2 separate regions of the Drosophila melanogaster genome follow, and region 1 is linked to region 2. Evidence: chromatin contacts called from public Hi-C data. All regions are on one chromosome and are shown on one strand. The core of a region is the stretch at or near the end of the contact, and the rest is flanking DNA. Distances in the headings are between cores, read along the strand shown.

The links. Hi-C and Micro-C count contacts between places; a contact is called where the count stands out from the background.
Region 1: a contact with region 2 is called in a Hi-C map of the Kc167 cell line, with 1.8 times the contacts expected there. A contact is called at or near these places in 10 of 107 Hi-C or Micro-C datasets (the Clone 8 cell line, the Kc167 cell line, the ML-DmBG3-c2 cell line and 4 more).

The regions. Positions count from the first base shown.
Region 1 is chr3L:21,871,647-21,876,818 of dm6, forward strand. It overlaps mub (mushroom-body expressed), which reads left to right. Exons shown (of 11, transcript NM_001275268.1): 2 at 3,651-3,679. Among named protein-coding and RNA genes, the nearest start is that of lncRNA:CR43878, 13 kb to the right of the region's middle.
Region 2 is chr3L:21,817,956-21,823,307 of dm6, forward strand. It overlaps CycH (Cyclin H), which reads left to right and starts at 4,042. Exons shown (of 5, transcript NM_079483.3): 1 at 4,042-4,364; 2 at 4,441-4,642; 3 at 4,702-4,930; 4 at 4,986-5,097; 5 at 5,156-5,352. The coding sequence starts at 4,051. The coding sequence ends at 5,273.

The DNA.
Region 1 (5,172 bases), core at 1,590-4,089, 52 kb after region 2:
ATCCTTTTGTATTATGAATGTGGCCGTAACACGCTAGCAAACAGTGCACGCGCAGGACACACATCTACACCGTTCACCGCTCTCCTCCGGCATCATCTTCCCGGAGTTCCCTTGTCCAGGACGCAGGACGCAGTGTCGTCCGCTCCGTCGCCGCACTGACGGATATTCCGGTGCTTGTGTCAAACGCTTGTCATTTTATACGGTCACTACCCCCGGCGTCTCACCGACATGCCCGGAACACCCAACACCTCCTTCACTTGGGCACACACACACACACACACATCGCCGCTGTCCTGCTTTTATCGGCTTAAAATGCGAAAATTGCAAATAAATACGCTAAAGTTTTCCTACTTCGCATCGGGCACTTCGCTGTGCTGCCTTGGCTGCTAAATTATTTACTCGGTTTTATTTGACGTTAAACGCTCGGGACTTCAGATTCGATTGTCGAAGTGTACACTGCTATCAATAGGTAATACTTCACTTGTATTAAGGGGCACAAATAATTTGATTTTACTGTAAGCCTGCCAATTTTATTATTTCTTTTGTTGAAATTACAAAACTAAGCAGATTACCTAGTTAAAAAATGATTATTTATTTATATTTATTTATTATAAACAATAATTTAGGAAAATATGCCATTGCTTTGAAAACCCTTTTAGATTTTGCTCTATGTTTTTTTAACCAAAAGTGCCCAAGTTGGTATTTGTTTAAATAAAACAGGAATTAGTCTTATAAAAAAGTAGTGACTAGACACACTTTGTAATTGTTTTAATTATGAATTTCTTATTAACGCGCAATCCTATTACGACAGTAATATGTAAGTAAAATGTATTCAATCGAAGTGAGAACTTCTGGTTTTGAATCTTTTTAGAATTCAGCTGCAGAACTTGTAAACTTCAAATCAGCCCAAGTGCAGTTTGCAAGCATTTATCTGCGCCAATCATGAAAGTGGCTTCTTTCAGTGCTGCGCTTGGAGTTGCAGATACAAAACATGCGTGCGAGATACAATTTCGATCGTTAGCTCAATGGCTCGTGCCATTTGCCAACGTGGAATCCTCCTAAATCAGACCCGCGCCACCCCTGCGATGTAGTTGGCCATGTTCATTTCGTGTACGCGCCACGAGTGCTGTCCAAATAATAGCTGGCACACATCAATCCATCCCGGTTCGAGATTGCAGATGAATGTCTGGCCAGTCCCGGGTATCCTGGCAGGCGGTATGGTATCCTGCAAAGCCTATGGAAGGCCTTACTCCTTAGTCTGAACCCAATCTCGCTTGTTTGACGTTGTGTTGAGTGGAAGTGGAATTGCCGACTGGGGTCGGGTTGGGATGTTTTCAGTTTGTTATCGATAAATATTCACTCAGCCGGTGATTGCTGTGAAAAGTCCCACTTCCCCGGACATGGTCGCTGTACCAGGCGGGAACTCCCCCTGTTTCCTCGGGCAACTCTGGAACCCTGCATCAGCGCATCCTTTGAGTCCCTCCTTTTCACCTAACCCAAAGAGTTCCAGTTTCAGGTTTCAGACGCGGCATGTGTCAGCATTTGACACATTTCATTTACATTTTTTCCTGTTTCCCCTTTCCCAGGCCTGCTGCCCATTGTCCATTCAAATGTGGAAAACATATCGGGTTTGCATTCGATTTTCCACAGCTTTCTTTTTATTTTTCGGGTCCATTTCCCAGCCACGTGCGATGAAGCTGCAGGAGAACTTTAGAAGGGTGGCGTGCTAAGTAAACACAGCAGGAAGCTGTTGGTAAGGGTTAAGGCGAGATAATTAGTTACTTTGTGTCCTTGCGGTTGGCCAGCCACCCCGTCCCTGGTCGGGCGCCAGTGGCTGAGGGGCGGATTTGTAGTTGGCGCGTGCCTTAGTCCAACGGAGGAGTGCGGAATGGAGTTGCGGGAGCAGGATGAGGAGATTCTGCAAGTAGGGAATTTGGTTTGTCTGTCTCGGTCATCGTATTTGTATTGGTTGAGTGTATTTGCTTATGCTCTCTACGGTCTGTAGGGTTAATTGAATTTGCTTTTGAGGTTCCTTTTTATTAGAGCAGGGGTACAAGGCACGGAGGTTTGCGGATTTGAGACGCCTTTACCACATGTTCGTATCGGCGTGTGTTTATGAAACGAATTTATAAATATTCATGAACTGACTTCGCATTGGATTGTCCAGAGGTGAAGTCCAATTTTGAGACTAAATGTTTCCGCCCGCTCGGAATTCCAAAGGGACACCTGTAAAGTTATCCATGACTTCTGACGCACAATAAACGAAAAAAGACGTAGACGTACTTGCGAAATAGTTTTTGGAGATAAATGCATCTTAAAATGAATGCATACCGATATAATGCAAATATTTATCTTCGTACAAGTTTATGGTCTGAAATAAAATAAAGATATCAACCCTTAAATGAACCTGTATTTTTTCAACCAAACAAGCCTGAGTGTTTAATATTTTTAATTGGTATTCATATTTTTTTTAATTAATGAATGATATATATATATATATATATACAATATATATATATACAATATATATATATTTATTTATCTCAGTCCTCAAGTCATGCCGGTAGCGTAAAACAAATATCCTGGCAAAAGTCGCCAGCAAAAACTATAACTGCTATTATTCCACTTTTGGTTTTGACTTCGCTCAGCTGCGAAATAAAAAGTTTTTGCTTTCATAGCCTTTCAACTTTCCGGTTCGGCTTTTTTGGCTATGTGTCTACAATTTTGTGGCAAATTAAATAAGCAAGCGAAGCGTTTATGCACCCATACATAGACCCTGGAATATACAACCATTTACGTACATGTGTGCGTTAAAACACCTAGCTGCGAGTCACAGCGCAGCAAAGTATGCAACACAAATTTCGGAACCGCGCTTTTCGTGCCACATTTAATGCTTAACAAGAGTTTGCGTTCAGCTGCATAGCTGTTCAGCTTTAAGGTGGTGTGCGTGTGTCAGGACGGCATTTTCCGAGAAGGGCTGCCCGAAGTGAGTTTGCCATCACATCATGTGGAAAAATTTTTGTCTGGATTAGCGGGTTACGGTCTCAGTAGTCAATCAAGAAAATGATGAGATAAGCTGTTCTTTTTTTTTAATACGATCAAATAGTCGGAATGGGCTTAGAAATATGATAAATACTTGTGGCTATAAAAATAAGTATTGTGTTCATTTTTAATCAAACCGAATTTCATATGCCTGTAGGGGATATTATAATATTTGTTGTGCAAATGTAAAGGGAACCACACATACCAGACTCTCTATATATTAGACTTAACAATGTATTCTATTGTCATGAATATCACACAACTAATCCAATGGTCCCAAAGATCCCCATTGCATCTATGGATATGTAGAAGGTGTACTTTAAAATAATTAATTTATAGATGTATTTTAACGTATAAAAATACAATCTTTTCTTTACCCTTACTTTTCTGAATGCATATCATTGTTGAATTCAATACAGTCTTTTTTTACATAACACTTTCTCAGAAACCTTATCTATTGCATATGTGTATATATGTACAAAAGTATGTAAGCTGGCTTTGCCATTTCATGTCTTTTTAATGCTCAAATTAAAAGATGAAAAGCCCAAATTATTAATAATAGAATGCAAGATTCCTATTTTATCAATACGTTTGCATTTACTTTTCAGGATAAAAACGAGATCAATTTCGTCGGCAAGTAAGTAGTGTATAGAGTTTGTTTGTCATAAATATTTTTTTCTTTTATTTTAATGGCAGCGACACGCATAAAAAGTTTTTTAAAACTATCCAGGGTATTGGCTCTTTCTATTCTTATCCTATTTCCGCGCAGTTTCCGGCTTTGGGTTCCTTTGAGTCGCAGAGAGCCAAAAGTTTTGTCTTCAATTTAGTTAATTAGCAGGCTCATATGTTGAATCTGGTCCCGCTTTTCTCCATTTCCCATCACGAAATGCCTATCGTATAATCAACTTTGGGGCTATTTAAGTTTTTGCCAGAAAACTTTCTTCACGCACTGTACAACACTTTTACTTAAGTCTTCTCCCGAGCGTTTCTACTCCATTTCTCGATTTTCACTATTTCGGTCATCTCATCTAGTAGGATGCCTTCTGGACTTCTTTCGTCTTGTCGATGGAGGAAGTAAAGTCCGGCTCACACACACAAGCCATAAGGAGGCTGTCTCGTCCTGCAGGACCATAGTTTAGGAGATAGGCGAAACATTAAGCGGATTAGTTTTCCTGCCCAGGAATCGGGCGGGACATCGGTGGGCATTCAGGTGGGCAGAGGCCATTAGTTGTGTGTCGTCGCTGGCTTTTTGCAGTTGCAGAGGATGGCGAGCAACTGAAGCTAGTTATAAATTGTTGGCTATTAGTTAAATGAACTTGCCGCTTTCTGGATCGAGCACGGCTTGTCCGTTTCAGTTGGCAACCACTAAGCCACTGGAAGAGGCCAACTCAAATGGATTCACATTCAAATGTTGCTAAGAATTTAGGCTTATGAAAGGTGAATGATACACAGAAAGGAGGAGGCAAATTGAAATAATGAGAAAGAGAGACCGAAGGACTTGAAAGGATCTGTGCGCTCACGAAGTGTGATAATATCGATAGATAGCATATTCTTAGTAATTTACCACTACTGTGTTTGATGCAGCTTAGGCTTAATCCTAATCTATGCCATATTTTGTGAAAAGCCAAAGCATTTGCTCGTGGTTTTGTATTTATCAGTTAATAATTGCAACTCCTTTAACTAAGTAATTATTAACTTATTATTTTGAATTTATATATATATATAGATACAGATATATTCCAGCAAAATTTCTGCCAATCCAGAAGTAAATTGATTATGGACTGGCCCAACGACGATTTGCATAATCCAAATCGATAATGAGTGGATTGTGCGGATTGTGAGTGGGCGGAGTGGCATGCCACTGAATCGGTGGCAATCGGCTGTATTTGCAATTTCAGCCGCATTTCATGACAATTAGTGTTTATTCAAAATTCAGACGACCTAATTTCATATGTCAGGCTGTTCGACAGCCTGGCCCAGCACCACCCAACCAGCCCAGGCAAACCACCCACCCACAACCCACTAACCGCCGACCACAGGCAGTTAACTTTTTGGCACAGATAGGAATATTTTGTGGGACATGTCAAAGTTTTTGCCTCTTGATTTCCTTTACTTCGGTTTGGATCAGTT
Region 2 (5,352 bases), core at 2,792-5,291:
AAATGAGGAATCAAATAAAAATGTGTAGAAAAAAACAAAATTTTATTGCTTCTTCTTAGCTTCAGTAGTCGGTCTTCTGTGTTGTTTTAACCTACAAAATTGCAATGAAAAGTCGGTACATTTCTTCCTCTGGAGCCTGACGTAAAAAGCTTCATTCCATTGACACATGAGCAAACTTTTCCTGCCCATCTGAAGCAAAAATTTGTTCAGCATACAAGTACATTTCAATATATATATATATATGTACGTTCAATTCAACTGTCACTCCGTCTGTGTTTATGTGTATATCCATCAAGATGGAGCAGAAAGTCCTGGCCAGTCAATGCTTTATTCATTGCGTAACAGTGCGGGCTAACATATTCCCAAATGTCAGGCTACCTAGATGTTGACTATATAAATGTAATTATGACAGGCCAAGACAGATGACACAAGTTTATATCAGCGCAACAGGAGGGTTTCGGCTGGAACGGGAAATAGAGTCCAAAACAAATGAATTAGGAAACGAACGCGCGGGGATTTCATAACGAAAAAACAGTGCATGTAAGTATATCAACAAACGAGTGAATCAACTACGTTATTAAATGGCAAAAAAATACAAATAAAACAAAGTCTTATTTAAAATGCAATAGCAATGAAATACATTGGGAACAAGCAAATAGAAGCCCAACAATTGACTAAGGAAACGTAGTCGAATCAACAAATGAGATAAAAATTGCGCTGTTCACTCAAGGTTGATGTCATATTGATTATATACCACCCTTTTAAGCGAGACATACCACGAAAAGGCCATCTCATATCGGCGGCCGTCTACCCATCTTTGCTGATTTATGCACCTTAAACACTTCATTCCACTTACGCTTGGCCATCACTCACACTCCGAGGCGTGCATATATACGAAGACATAACTCTTGATTGGCTGTGAAACTCTCGAATGGCAATTCACACGTCTATCCGATAGGTGTACGTCTACATCGGTGTGTTCGGGAGAGTATCTTTGGGAACACGCCCCCCGAGAGCAGCGCACAAAGTGAGATACAAAGCTGAATAATCGCACGACACACGCACAATTAGCTGCGAAAACAGTAGCTGCTAAGCAGGAATAATACCCCCAGCGAATTGCAGGGAATCCAAGATCCAAGGCGGGGGGATGAAAATGGGAGACTGGAGATCGTGAGCATGAAACATCGACTCGCGTGCTCAATATGCTTTTAAAATGCATTTATGCACGGTGATGGGGAGTGGGGCGCCGAGATACAAGTACCCACTTGTGTAGATGCTTGTTGCAGATACTTTCGCAATGAGTTTTATTGGTGTCGCTCCGTAGAGATCGATAGAGATCTACGGATCTCTGGAAAGCATCTGGCATGAAGGGATAACGATAAGGTAAACGAAATCCATCGCAGCGTCTTAGATCGGTCGAAAAACAGAGACCACCCAAATTTATGTAATACAATACCTGCTCCAATAATAATCATAACATTTGAGTCGATTTACGACGGCTGAACTTGAAGCATTCGATAAAATGAAAAAATAAATAAATCTATGGCACAGGGAGAAAATGAAATCAGTTTACAATCCGATACATACTCAGCGGGCGAGCATTTACAAACAATGAAATTCAATGCAATAATTCAAGATTCAATTGAATTTTAAGTACGCCCAGCGCCGAGCTTCCTTTTGTATCCGTAACTAGAAACTGACGATAAGCTGAGGCCAGCCGACTGTCAGTCACTCAGTCCGTCAGTCGGTCAGTTAGGCAGTCAGTCAAGCATTCAGTCAGTCCCGCCGACGGCCATCCATCTCATCCCAGATCGTCTGTCTGTGTGTCGCGCACGCGCATAAACTTCCCACTGAGCCAGTTGGCCTGTAGGAGGGAATTGGGCCCAAACCCGAGTCAGTTATTGCTAGCGGCTAAGCTGTAATAGTGGGCCACACATTTGGGGATTGAGTTTAATAAAATATCCTAACAAGTGCTGAATTCGGTGAGATGAAAATCTTGCGATTGCCAGAGTTGGATATCAAATAATAAGGATCATGACATTTCACTTAACACACTTTCATATAATTTCTGTCATAGAGCATTGAACTAAGGCTTAATTTAGCATCGTAGATCTCATGAGTAAGAAGTAAAATCAATATTATGAAAATAAATATATATATAATTAGTAATTTAATTGGTTGCCAATTTGTGTTAAGATGCCAAATAAAGATGCTCTGAAAGATCCGTTTAGCAGCATTACAGTTCGAGACAAAAACACTCTTTACCTTGTGAAATTACTGAGAAGTCGCGAAAAGATCACCAACCAGACGATACAACAGGAGTTCAGAGTTGTCAATAAAAATTAATTGCAATTTTATTGCCACAGAAGGCAGCTCCTGCATACAAAGTACTCGATATGCCTTACACTCGATTGATCTTTAGGCTTCGGAGTTACCAAGCAATTGAATGTCTTTTGGTAGCTCAAGTAAATACAAAATTAAGACTTTTAAGAGTTGTGAGCCAACTTAGGCACTATTGCCAATTAGGGCATGATATGGAAAATAAGGAGAACGCAGTTAAATAAATGCATACTACAGAATTAATGCAATATATATTACATCACCTAAAGTAAAAGTAAATATAGTTAGTTTAACCACTATTAAGAATACCCTTAGCCACAATCTTATTTCCGAATGGTAAAAATTTCTTTAAAGTTTATAGAACCAAAAAGGGAAGTCAAGTATAATTTGCCACATTTCTGGTACGAATAATAAAACGTTAGTCAAAACGTAGTCATACATATACATATGAATAAATACAGCGAAGGTAATAATTCCTATAGCAGATTTATCATATAGTGGTCAGATCCGTCCCGTTCAATCTTATATAATATTCATACTATAATCAAAGACACTCAAATAATTCTAGTGTCTTTGCTATAATAGTATATAATATACATACTGCCAGCAGATTGCTTCAGATTTAAATGACTTGTTTGCGTAGAAACTGACGAACGGATATATGTATGTGAACTCGGCTGCTGATACTGATCAAGAATATATATCCTTTATATGGTCACGAATGTCTCTGTTGCACACTACAGACTAAAATCAAAATATTCTCTGAAAGGTATTCCCAACAAAAAACGCTATATCCTGGGATAACCATTGTATTCTTACGATTAATTTCACAAAATGAATTAAGAAACTATAATTGTACAGAAACGATTATTTAAAGGATTATTGCCGTTCAAAAACGAAAGAGTAATTCCCGCTACTGTTCCGCTGTTTTCACGTCCGCAGATTTAAGTGACCCAATTGCAAAAACAAAAGCAAAACAATATTAATTCAACTCTGAGCCGACTGATGCTGCAGGCACCTCAAAGTTAAAAAATGCGTAGCACGTGCGTTCAGAAATTCGGCCAAGAAAAAAGGAAACTGTTAACTGGGTCCATAAATTCAACTTTGTTGTATATACATACATACATACTGTATGTTCATATAAGTACGTCACTTTAAACATCTGCCTTCGTTTCCTTTAACTCTTTAATTTATTTTTGATCCAGCTTTAATAACTATTAATTTATTATTCCTATAACTTGTACGTTGAATGGGCATAGGTAATTTTCTTGAAATATGAAATATTTAAAATGGAATGCATTCTGTATGAAATGTATTCGGGCCTAAAAAGATGATTGTAGTTATTTAAATTTGAAACTAGATTTTTAATACAAGAAGATTGATAAAAAGTTATTTTTGATTTATATTTAATAAATATTTTAGAACTAAAACCAAAATAAATGATGTTTTCCCTACTAAAATTATACTCGAACTTGTAGCTGTATTAAAACGTGTTCACTTATTGATTAAATCATAGCCCATACAGTTAGTTATACGTTCTCAATTTTTGCCAATCTTGCGCTTCTGATTTCCAATGAAATAAAAGTGACTATTGTACGAATCACCCTAATATTTTTTCACAACTGGTATTTTTCTCCGTCCCGCAATCGGTAACACCATGCAGGGTGTCTGAGTTTCGAATCGGCATAAATTCGCCGGCAGCTGAGCAAGATGTATCCTGTGAGCTCGCAAAAGAGGTCCTGGACATTCGCCAATGAGGGCCAGCTCATGGAGTTCCGCGTGGAGCAGAACAGCAAGTACATCGAGTCGCACGAGGAGGAGGCGCAGGGTCGCGACCTCAATGAGCACTTTCTCACGTCGGCGGAGGAGCGCCTGTTGCTGAAGCAGTACGAGATCTACCTGTTCGATTTCTGCCGCCGCTTCGAACCGACGATGCCCAAGTGCGTTGTGGGCACGGCCTTCCACTACTTCAAGCGGTTCTATCTGAACAACTCCCCCATGGACTATCACCCCAAGGAGATTCTGTAGGAACGCTCACCTGAGAGCAGCAAACACCCAGCTGAAAAGCAAAACATTCTAAAAATGTATAAACCTTTTCAGAGCCACATGCGTGTTCGTTGCCTGCAAAGTTGAGGAGTTCAACGTGTCCATCAACCAGTTCGTAAACAACATCAAGGGCGACAGGAACAAGGCCACCGACATAGTGTTGTCCAATGAATTACTGCTGATTGGACAGCTCAACTACTACCTCACCATACACAATCCGTTCAGACCCATCGAGGGTTTCCTGATAGATATAAAAGTGCGATATATATTCACATTTGCTCTCCAGATTGTTTCGTTCATATTGGTTTGTTTCAGACTCGCAGCAATATGCAGAATCCAGATCGTCTGCGGCCACATATTGATAGTTTCATTGATTCCACGTACTACTCGGATGCCTGTCTTCTGCATACGCCTTCGCAAATTGCATTGGCTGCCGTCCTCCACGCGGCCAGCAGAGAGCAAGAGAATCTCGATAGCTATGTGACGGATCTTCTGTTTGTCTCCGCCAGGGAGAAGCTACCCGGACTCATAGATGCCGTGCGAAGTAAGTTTGTGCTGTGAGATGGTGCGCCCAGCCCTACATGCCTTTTTCCCGACAGAAATTCGCATAATGGTGAAGCAATATCAGCAGCCCGATCGGGAGAAGGTCAAGGCCATCGAGAAAAAGTTGGACAAGTGCCGAAATCAAGCCAATAATCCTGATAGCGAACTGTAAGACGCCCTAATTTGTTCATGCATTCCGAATTTAATAACCCTTATACTTTAAAAGCTATAAGGAGCGCCTACGCCGATTGTACACCGATGAGGATGACATGCCCGCCGAAGATGCCTCATTCCACATTGCAGATGTGAGCTCGGACACATCTGCTATGAACATCAGCCAATAGACTTAAGAATATTTATTTAAATGATGTGATGATCTACTACTGCGTGGATTTCATCGATATTAAAGCATTTTGTAATTTA